3 separate regions of the Canis lupus genome follow, and regions 1 and 2 are each linked to region 3. The links are chromatin contacts, called in public Hi-C maps. All regions are on one chromosome and are shown on one strand. The core of a region is the stretch at or near the end of the contact, and the rest is flanking DNA. Distances in the headings are between cores, read along the strand shown.

The links. A called contact is a pair of places that touch in the nucleus more often than the background predicts.
Region 1: a contact with region 3 is called in a Hi-C map of blood, with 3 times the contacts expected there. The contact joins the promoter of ZNF317 here to the promoter of ZNF699 in region 3. A contact is called at or near these places in 3 of 9 Hi-C or Micro-C datasets (amygdala and blood).
Region 2: a Hi-C map of blood shows a contact between it and region 3, with 2.4 times the contacts expected there. The contact joins the promoter of FBXL12 here to the promoter of ZNF699 in region 3. A contact is called at or near these places in 2 of 9 Hi-C or Micro-C datasets (both in blood).

Annotation. Positions count from the first base shown.
Region 1 is chr20:51,917,959-51,921,328 of UU_Cfam_GSD_1.0, forward strand. ZNF317 (zinc finger protein 317) reads right to left here and starts at 1,586. Exons shown (of 7, transcript XM_038567387.1): 1 at 1,386-1,586.
Region 2 is chr20:51,576,671-51,579,852 of UU_Cfam_GSD_1.0, forward strand. It overlaps FBXL12 (F-box/LRR-repeat protein 12), which reads left to right and starts at 1,619. Exons shown (of 3, transcript XM_038567376.1): 1 at 1,619-1,960; 2 at 2,071-2,143. The coding sequence starts at 1,875.
Region 3 is chr20:51,754,851-51,757,879 of UU_Cfam_GSD_1.0, forward strand. ZNF699 (zinc finger protein 699) reads left to right here and starts at 1,707. Exons shown (of 5, transcript XM_038567386.1): 1 at 1,707-2,246.

The DNA.
Region 1 (3,370 bases), core at 336-2,835, 160 kb after region 3:
AGAATGGATAGGGCACCTGGGCTCAGTGGTTGAGCATCTGCCTTTGGCTGGGGTTGTGATCTGGGGGTCCTGGGATGGAGTCTCGCATCAGGCTCCCCGCAGGGAACCTGCTTCTCCCTCTGCCGATGTTCTCGATGTCTCTGCCTCTCTGTGTCCCTCATGAATAAATACATAAAATCTTTAAAAAAAAAAAAAAGAGGGACACCTGGATGGCTCAGCAGTTGAGCGGCTGCCTTCGGCCCAGGGCGTGGTCCTGGAGACCTGGGATCGAGTCCCACATTGGGCTCCCTGTAAGGAGCCTGCTTCTCCCTCTGCCTATGTCTCTGCCTCTCTGTGTCATAAATAGACAAAATCTTTAAAAATGAGTAAATAAATTTAAAAATATACTTGCATTGATAGGAAAAAAAGAATGTCCCTGAAAGTATTTAAGAGCGTTAAGTCCATTTACAAATAATTACCGAAATTAGGAAATGAATTTTTGGAAAAACATTAAGTAGTAGTAAAATCCAAAGGAAATCATTAAGAGGAGGATGCAGGAAAGAGCACACAGGTTCCAGAGATTTCATAATCTCTTTCTGTTTATAGATTTACTTTACTGCTGTCTTTTAAGAGTGTGTTTGCTTTTTTTTTGCAGAGAATGTGCGTGTTTTTATACCTTTTTTTGCACATGTTTTATATTCCAATTAAAAGATACTTGAACGAATAAAAAAACTAAAAAAAAAAAGTACTTGAAAGTTAAAGGATAATTAGCAAGCGAAATAAGGTGGTGAAAAACCAAATGCAAAATATTAGCGATCACACTAAATATTAATGGGCTAACTCTCAAGGTTAAATGAACAGAATGTTGAAGTGAACGTTTTTTTTTGTTTTGAAGTGAACTTTTAAATTTGGTTGTAGGCTGTTTACACGAGTCAACTCAACCAACAGATCAGCGCGGCCAGAAGTTTACATGTAGAATGTTAACACTCAATGCAAATAAATGTCAACGGAAAGCCCAGTGTGCCTCTACCCGTGGTGGAGAAAATGGACCGCAGAGCCAAAGGAAGGTATCATTCCTCCCGGTTTCCCGTTCCAGACTCCACCAAAAAGTCCTGAATGCGCTGCGGCTGGGCTTTTCCCTCCCACCCCAAGGAGTCCTTTTTTTTTTTTTTTTTTTATTAAATAATAAATCAGCTCACCAGTGCCTTTACCTCGTCCTGAACACATCAGTCCTAAATTTCAGTCCTCGCGTACCCACGTCTCATACCGCCACCCTCCCCTGGCTGCCCGGCTTTCCGGTCCCAGGTCCCCGGTCCCCGGCCCCGTTCACTCCTCCCGGTCGATGGGCCTTTCGAGTCCTGGGGAAGACCGAGGGTAAAGGGTTAAGTGAGGAAAGCGGAGCTTACAAGGCTGAGGGTAGAATCAGGTGCAGTGGAGGTCACGGAAGCTGCCGCCGAGGGGACGCCGAGTTCATACAGCAGGTCCGGTCTGTGGCGGGGAAGCGGAGGATCCCCAACAGCCCTGAGGAAGCCGTGGCGGACCCCTCCCCTGCCCATGTGTAGAGCCGCACTCGCCTCCCGAGAGCAATGGCTTCCGCTTCACTTCCGCCTTCTAAATCTCGCGGGACTTCTTAGGCGGCCTCTAACTCGGAAGCGTGGGGAGGAAGGGATTCTGGGAAATGTAGTTCTCGAGTTTACACCGTCCTGGCCGCCGTTCCTAGGTGGAGCCTGACGATCCACGTTTCCCCACTTTCAGTTGATCCAGTATCCCAGGTCTCAGTTCTCCGATTTCGTCTTGTAATCATTCTCTCCGTGGTATCAGCGAATCTCACCGTTTTAAGTACTGTCTATGCACTCAAGGTTCAAATTTACACCCACAGTCCCACATCTCTACCCTGGATTCTAGATGGTATGAGACTTGCTCTCTCCACTTGGCTGTCTTTAGACACTTTAAAATGCCACAAATCGGACAGCCTGAGTGGCTCAGCGGTTTAGCGCTGCCTTCAGCCCAGGGCGTGATCCTGGAGAACCGGGATGCAGTCCCGCGTCCGCTCCCTGCATGGAGCCTGCTTCTCCCTCTACCTGTGTCTCTGCCTCTCTCTATGTCTCTCATGAATAAATAAATAAAATCTTTAAAAAAAAATGTTTTAAGAAAAATAATATGTTACAAATCCGGGCACCTGGGTGGCTCAGTGGTGGAGCGTCTGCCTTGACTCAGCTTGTGATCCCAGCGCCCTGGGATGGAGTCCCACATTGGGCTCCCCATGGGGAGCCTGCTTCTCCCTCTGCCTGTGCCTCTATCTCTCTGTGTGTCTCTCATGAATAAGTAAAATCTTAAAAATAAATAAAATGTCACAAAGTCCTGACTTCACCCTCTCAACCTCAAGTAACTGCAACCCCATCTTTCCATCTGTCCGTTATAAACCTCGACAACATCCTCAATCTTTTGGTTTGTCTCATCTGTCTACCAGGGAATGTTCAGTTTTTTCTTGACCAACCACCTAGAGCCTGATCACTTTGCCAAAAAAAGAGAGGTCGTGGCAGGGCTTGGGAAAGTGGTCCTCTTTTACAATACCTGAGCCAGAAGGTTAGGAAGCCCAGCTTCAAAACAAACCCCCCCCCCCCCCCAAAAAAAAGGCAGCCCCGGTGGCGCAGCGGTTTGGCCGCCTACTGCCTGGGGTGTGATCCTGGAGACCTGGGATCAAGTCCCATATCGGGCTTCCTGCATGGAGCCTGCTTCTCCCTCTGCCTGTGTCTTTGCCTCTCTCTCTCTGTGTCTATGAATAAATAAATAAAATATTTAAAATAAATAAATAAAACTCAAAAAAAAAAAAAAAAAAAGGAAGCCCAGCTTCGAAGTGAGAGCAAAAAATAAAATATCTGAGTAGGGGAGCACAGAGGAGTGCAAAGGGCAGTCCACACCCTCTTAGCACAAATTCTTTTTTTTAAATAATAAATTTCTTTTTTATTGGTGTTCAATTTGCGAACATATAGAATAACACCCAGTGCTCATCCCGTTAAGTGCCCACCTCAGTGCCCACCACCCAGTCACTCCCACACCCTGCCCTCCTCCCCTTCCACTACCCCTAGTTCGTTTCCCAGAGTTAGGAGTCTTTATGTTCTGTCTCCCTTTCTGATATTTCCTACCCATTTCTTCTCCCTTCCCCTCTATTCCCTTTCACTATTATTTATATTCCCCAAATGAATGAAACCATATAATGTTTGTCCTTCTCTGATTGACTTATTTCACTCAGCATAATACCCTCCAGACAAATACCCACCATTTGCTTCAACGTGGATGGAACTGGAGGGTATTAGCACAAATTCTAATTCCAACTCCAAGCCAGACAACTTCAGTATATTGCCTATAGCATGTCCCTTTTATATACATG
Region 2 (3,182 bases), core at 369-2,868, 180 kb before region 3:
GGTTGATAGATAAAAGAATTCTTAACTCCAATATTATTTGTGGTAACAAATCTGTAAACAAATTGAATACTCATCAATACAGGAATGTTGAATAAATTTCGCTGTTCTTATAAACTGCTAATTTTTTAAAACATTTTTTTAAATTTATTTATGATAGTCATACAGAGAGAGAGAGAGAGGGGCAGAGACACAACAGGCAGAGGGAGAAGCAGGCTCCATGCACCGGGAGCCTGATGTGGGATTCGATCCCGGGTCTCCAGGATCGCGCCCTGGGCCAAAGGCAGGCGCCAAACCGCTGCGCCACCCAGGGATCCCCAAACGGCTAATTTTTAAATGAACTACTAATTTAGTGAATGATGGTGGTACCTTGCTGGCTCAGTCTGCAGCATGGGACCCTTGATCTTGGGGTTGTGGGTTCCAGCCCCATCTTGGGCATAGAAAATACTTGAAAATAAAATCTTAAAAATAGTGATATGGGCATGTAGCTGTCAGTGGGTAGAATATGTGACTCTTGATCTCCAACTTGTAAGTTCAAGACCCAGGTTGGGTATAGAGATTACTTAAAAATAAAATCTTTTTTTAAATGATTTATTTATTTATTCATAGAGACAGAGTGAGAGAGAGGCAGAGACACAGGCAGAGGGAGAAGCAGGCTCCATGCAGGGAGCCCGACATAAGACTCGATCCCTGGACTCCAGGATCACGCCCTGGGCGAAAGGCAGACGCCAAACCGCTGAGCCACGCAGGGATCCCCATTGCTCATTTAAAAAAAAAATATTTTATTTTGGGCAGCCCGGGTGGCTCAGCGGTTTAGCGCCTGCCTTGCGCTCAGGGTGTGGTCCTGCAGTTCCGGGATCGAGTCCCACATTGGGCTCCCTGCATGGAGCCTGCTTCTCCCTCTGCCTGTGTCTTTGCCTCTCTCTCTTTCTGTGTCTCCCATGAATAAATAAATAAAATATATTTTTTAAATGAGCAATATATATTTGGTGGGAGTGTCAGTTCAGCCTCTGTGGAGAACAATTTGGGACTATCAATCTAAATGAAAAATTGAACACACCCTTTGTTAAACTATTTCTGTTCTACAAATTTATTCTTGTTCATAGGCATCAAAAAGCATTAGTAAATAAAAAAGGGCCTCGCTCCCCCTTAGGACAACCCCGGGTTGTTCCCCGCCCCCCACCCTGCACCTCCGCTGTCAGGGCGCCTTCCCAGCTGGGTCCTGGGGGCTGTAGCCCCGCCCCCGGCCCCTCGTCACCGCCCTTGGCCCCGCCCCTGGGCCTCCCGTCACCACCCCAGCCACTTATCTCGGCTCTATCTCCATCCTTAGCCCCGCCGGAGCCTCCGCCCCGCCCCTAGCCCCGCCCCCAGCCTTGTCCCAGCCCTTAATCCCGCTCCAGGGCCTCGTCCTCGACCCAAACACGCCCCGGGTCTCCCGTCACCTCCCCAGGCTCGCCCCGGGGCCCCTAGTCACCGCCCCAGCCGCGCCTTCCAGGTTTGGTCCGAGCCCTAGCCCCGCCCCCAGCCTCGTCACCGCCCCTGGCCCCGCCTCCGGAACGCCCCGAGCTTCGGCTAGCCCCGCCCCCTGCCTCGTCACCGCCCCTGGCCCCGCCTCCGGGCCGCGCCGGAGCTTCAGCCACGCCTTCCGGGCTCGGGCCTGGTTCCCAGCCCCATCCTCCGCGCTCCGTCCGGGTCGCGGCGGCTCTGTCGCTGGGACCGGACCATGTTCCCGCAGGAGGAAAGCTGAAAGTCCGTCCGCTGCCGGAGGCGGCGGCCACCGCTCTGCTGGCACCCCCGCCCTCCGCCGCCCGCTGGCCTCCCCGGGACGAGATCCCGAAGCCCCTCAGCCGCCAGCGGAAGTGGGTGTCGGCCGGATCATGGCGACTTTGGCCGACCTGCCGGACTCAGTCCTGTTGGAGATCTTCTCCTACCTCCCGGTCCGGGACCGGATCCGCATCTCCAGGTGCCGGCCCGCACCCCGCGCGGGGAGGTGGCGGGAAGGCCGGGGCCGGGGCCGGGGCCGGGGCCGGGGCCGGGGCCGGGGTTGTTCTAACGGCGGGTCCCCTCCCCCAGGGTTTGTCACCGCTGGAAGAGGCTGGTGGACGACCGGTGGCTCTGGCGACATGTCGACCTGACGCTGTACACGGTACGCGGGGCCGACCGGGCGGGCGTGGGCCGCGGTGGGGCGTCTGGCCCTCGAACCCCGGATTTGGAGCTTGGCAGCCCGGGGCGCGTCGGGCAACGTCGCTTGCCTGCTCCTCAGCCTGTTTCCCCATCGCCCAACCGGGGATAAGCGAGATCGTGCAGGGAGAGAGCTTAGAGCCGCGTCTGGCACACAGTGAGCATATGACAAAAGTTAGTTGCTTACATCGTGTATTAATGAGTTTTCCTGGAGAAATCATTTTCCAGATTCAACTTAATTTCCAGAATTTATTTCCTGAGTAGCGCAACCAAACCTTTTTACACTTTTCCCCATTTGCATCGTATTTATTTTTCCTGTTTTATTTAGCATGAACTATTTCAAATATATTATAGAAACGTGTAGAGGATTATATCTGAAACCAACTAGGCATTCATCACCCAGATTCTTTTTTTTTTTTTTTTTTTTTAAGATTTTATGTATTGGGCACCTGGCTGGCTCAGTGGTTGAGCATCTGCCTTCAGCTCGGGTCGTGGTCCCAGGATCCTGGGATCAAGTCCTGCATTGGGCTCCCCTCGGGGAGCCTGTGAGAGCCTGGATCCCAGGACCCCAGGATCAACAACCTGAGCTGAAGGCAGACGCTCAACCACTGAGCCACCCAGGTGTCCCATCATCACCTAGACTTCTCTCTCTCTCTTTTTTTTTTTTTTTAAGATTTTTAATTTATTTATTCATGAGAGACAAAGAGAGAGAGAGAGGGAGAGAGAGGCAGAGACACAGAGGGAGAAGGAGGCTCCATGCAGGGAGCCTGATGTGGGACTCGATCCCACGACTCCAGGATCACGCCTTGGGCTGAAGGCGGCGCTAAACCGCTGAGCCATCCGGGCTGCCCAGATTTTTTTTTTTTTTTTTAAGAATTTATTTATTTATTCATGAGGGGGAGAGAGAGAGAGAGAGAGAGAGAGAGAGAGAAAGAAAAGAAAGAAAGAAAATAAAAGAAAGAAAGAAAGAAGAAAAAGAAAGGAGAAAGAAAGAAAAGAAAAGA
Region 3 (3,029 bases), core at 457-2,956:
TGCCTTTAGATCCCGGGGTCTTGGGATCCAGAGCCCTGCATCAGGCTCCGGGCTCAGCTTGGAGTCTGCTTCTCCCTACCCGCCCAGCCCCGGCTCATGCTCTCTTTCTCTCAAATAAATAAATAAAATCTTTCTTTTTTTTTAAGAGAGAGTACATCACGTGGGCAGTGGGTGAGGATGCCTTTCTCATCTGTGAGACTTTTATTGAATAGAACATATTAGCCAAATTCACAATTTCAGCTCAAACATCATCCAATAAGGCAGTGGTATGTGGTATGGGTGCTGTGGTGAAGGGAATAATCACATTTAACTATAGTCTATGGTCAGCCTTATTTATGCTTAGTGGCTTTAATCACAGGGTGCACCAGGAACTAAAGATGAAATGGCAGGAATCAGTGTTGCTTTTTTCACTAAGTCAGTGCCTTTCCTCAGCCAGTAGATACTGTGGCATATTGACCACCTCCACTAGTAACAGAAGGTTAACTTGTTCTCAGCAACTGGCGCCCACCAATGGCACAAGATTTCAGCTTATTTCACAAGGTCGGCTCAGAAGGTCCCATTCCAATAATGGGAAAAGGGACTGTCTGGAAAGAACAACCAGGACAGTATCATCTTATAGCAAAAGTGGGCCCATTTTATTGGTTAAGCTGGTAATTTCCCTTTTCATTAATCCTCCTCCCAAGGTATTCACTTCCTGGGGTCGGAGAGAGAGACTGCTTTCTTGAGTTAGGCCCTTTATGGTATAGACAATGTATATTTCCTCCTCCAAGAAAGAGTCAGCTCTTCCTTTTTTTGCCTTCCCCCTTTGTCTTTTTGTCTTTTACCACTTTTTGGAAGGTCACTGGCCAAGGGGAGGATAAGACATCTCTGTTGTTACAGTGATGACACAGCCCATTTTTTCCAGAATCCTGCACTCTGTCGTGGCTCATCACCTGCAGGAGTTTGGGCTCTTTCCTCCTCTTGAGGGGGGGCATCCTGGTGAGAAGCTGTGGTAAACAGGACTCCACACCTATCTCATGGTTTAGAACATTCCTTCATTAAAGTAGCCACCTTCTTTGGACTCCTGGGGAGGGCAGGGTTGTAAACTCCTTTGACTTCAGTTACTGTAAGTATTGTTTTAGCTGACTGGGCCCAAGAATTGGGGGTCTTGATGCTCCTCTGAGGAGGAGCTGGAATGCCATTGTTTTTTGTTGTTGTTAAGAATTTATTTATTTATTCATGACAGACACACGGAGAGAGGCAGAGACCCAGGCAGAGGGAGAAGCAGGCTCCACGCAGGGAGCCCGACGTGGGACTCGATCCTCAGCCTCCAGGATCACGACCTGAGCCAAGGGCAGATGCTCAGCCCCAGAGCCACCCAGGTGCCCTCCCCAACAATTTTCAACCAAGCCCCGCCCCTCGGAGTGGTCCCACCCTAAACCACGCCCCCAGGCGGTGTCTCGCCCCAGCTCCGCCCCACAGGCCTAGACAACCAAAACCCCGCCAACCACCTGAGGCCCCTCTGAGCCCCGTCCAACACCAAGTCCTGCGCGGTTCCGGCCCCAGGGCCCAACCGCGACTCACGGCAGCACGAACTAGCATTGCTCTTCCACCGGCGGCTGGAAGCCCCCACCTGCCGTCTCACCACACCCCCTGATCCCTAGGCCCCGCCCTTTACGTTGTGCGCGGCTCAGAAACCGGAAGTAGAAGTGTGCTCCTGCGCCTGCGCGAGCTGACGGCCATAGCGCCTCGGTCCCCCACTCGCCGCTGGGGCAGATTTTCTGCCTCAGTCGGCGTCCTTCCCGGCTCAGACCCTCTAGCCCCGGGTCTGGCGTGCGGGAGGGGGATAGGTCGTCATTCGGAGGACGGCCGCTCGGGCCGTGCCTCCCGCCCCCGCCGGAACCCAGCGCGGGGGGCCTCCCGCGGCCGCGGCTCGGCCCAAACTCCCCGAATCAGGAGCTCTGGGCTGCGTGCAGCAGCCGGGGTGAGTCGGCTGCCGGCTAGAGTTAGACACCCACCCTCCTATGTACTGGGCCTTCCAAAGCATCCCAGGCCGCCTTTTCAGAAAGTAAAGCATCCCCGCCATTCCGTGGCCGGGCAGGCGCCTCCACCTCGTCCGTCCGCTGGTCAGGGGATTTCGGTGTGTTGGGTGAGCACCGGGTGACGTTGGCCTCAGCTCGGTTCCCGGCTCCCCTCCTGGTGCAGGAGATACTTCATCATTGAATTTTACCCTGCCTGTGGGCAACAGTTTGATACATTATATTCAGGTACAGAAACGCGAACTGATTACTTAATATCTCTGTAACCCCCTTCTCCCTCCAATGCGGCTGTAAATTTTAACCATTTATCTGTAGATTGTTTTGAATTTCACACCGAGAGTGAGATCATGGGCCGTTTTCAGCGTTTTCTCTTAAATTCCCGTACCTTGCGTTCTTAATTTCTTGAGTGTGTTTGCTAGGACCTACATTTAAGTGGACAGACAGTACTAAATGAGAGCATATAATTTGCATCCTTGCCTTGTTCCTGATCCCAGGGGGGAATTATTCTATCATTTCAGGATTTACTTATTTTTTATGATTTTTATTTATTTACTCATGAGAGACAGAGAGAGAGAAGCAGGCACCCTGCGGGGAGCCCGATGCAGGATTGGATCCCAGGACTCCGGGATCATGACCTGACCCAAAGGTAGACTCTCAGCCACTGCGCCACCCAGGCGCCCCTATCATTTCAGAATTTAAATAGGATGTTTGTGGGGCACCTGGATAGTTCAGTTGGTTTAGGGTCTGATTTATTTATTTATTTTTTTAGAGAGGGAGAGAGAATCTTAAGCAGACTCCTCACTCATCATCAGGGGGAGTCCTGCTTCTATTACAACTGGATTTCACAACCCTGAGATCAAGACCTGAACCAAAATCAAGAGTCTGGCTCTTAATGGACTGAGCCGACCAGGTGACCCCAGCCTCAGACTCTTGGTCTCAGTTCAGGTCTTGATCTCAGAGTCGTGATTTCAAGCTCCCCTAGGCTCCATACTGGCCTCTTTAAAAATATAT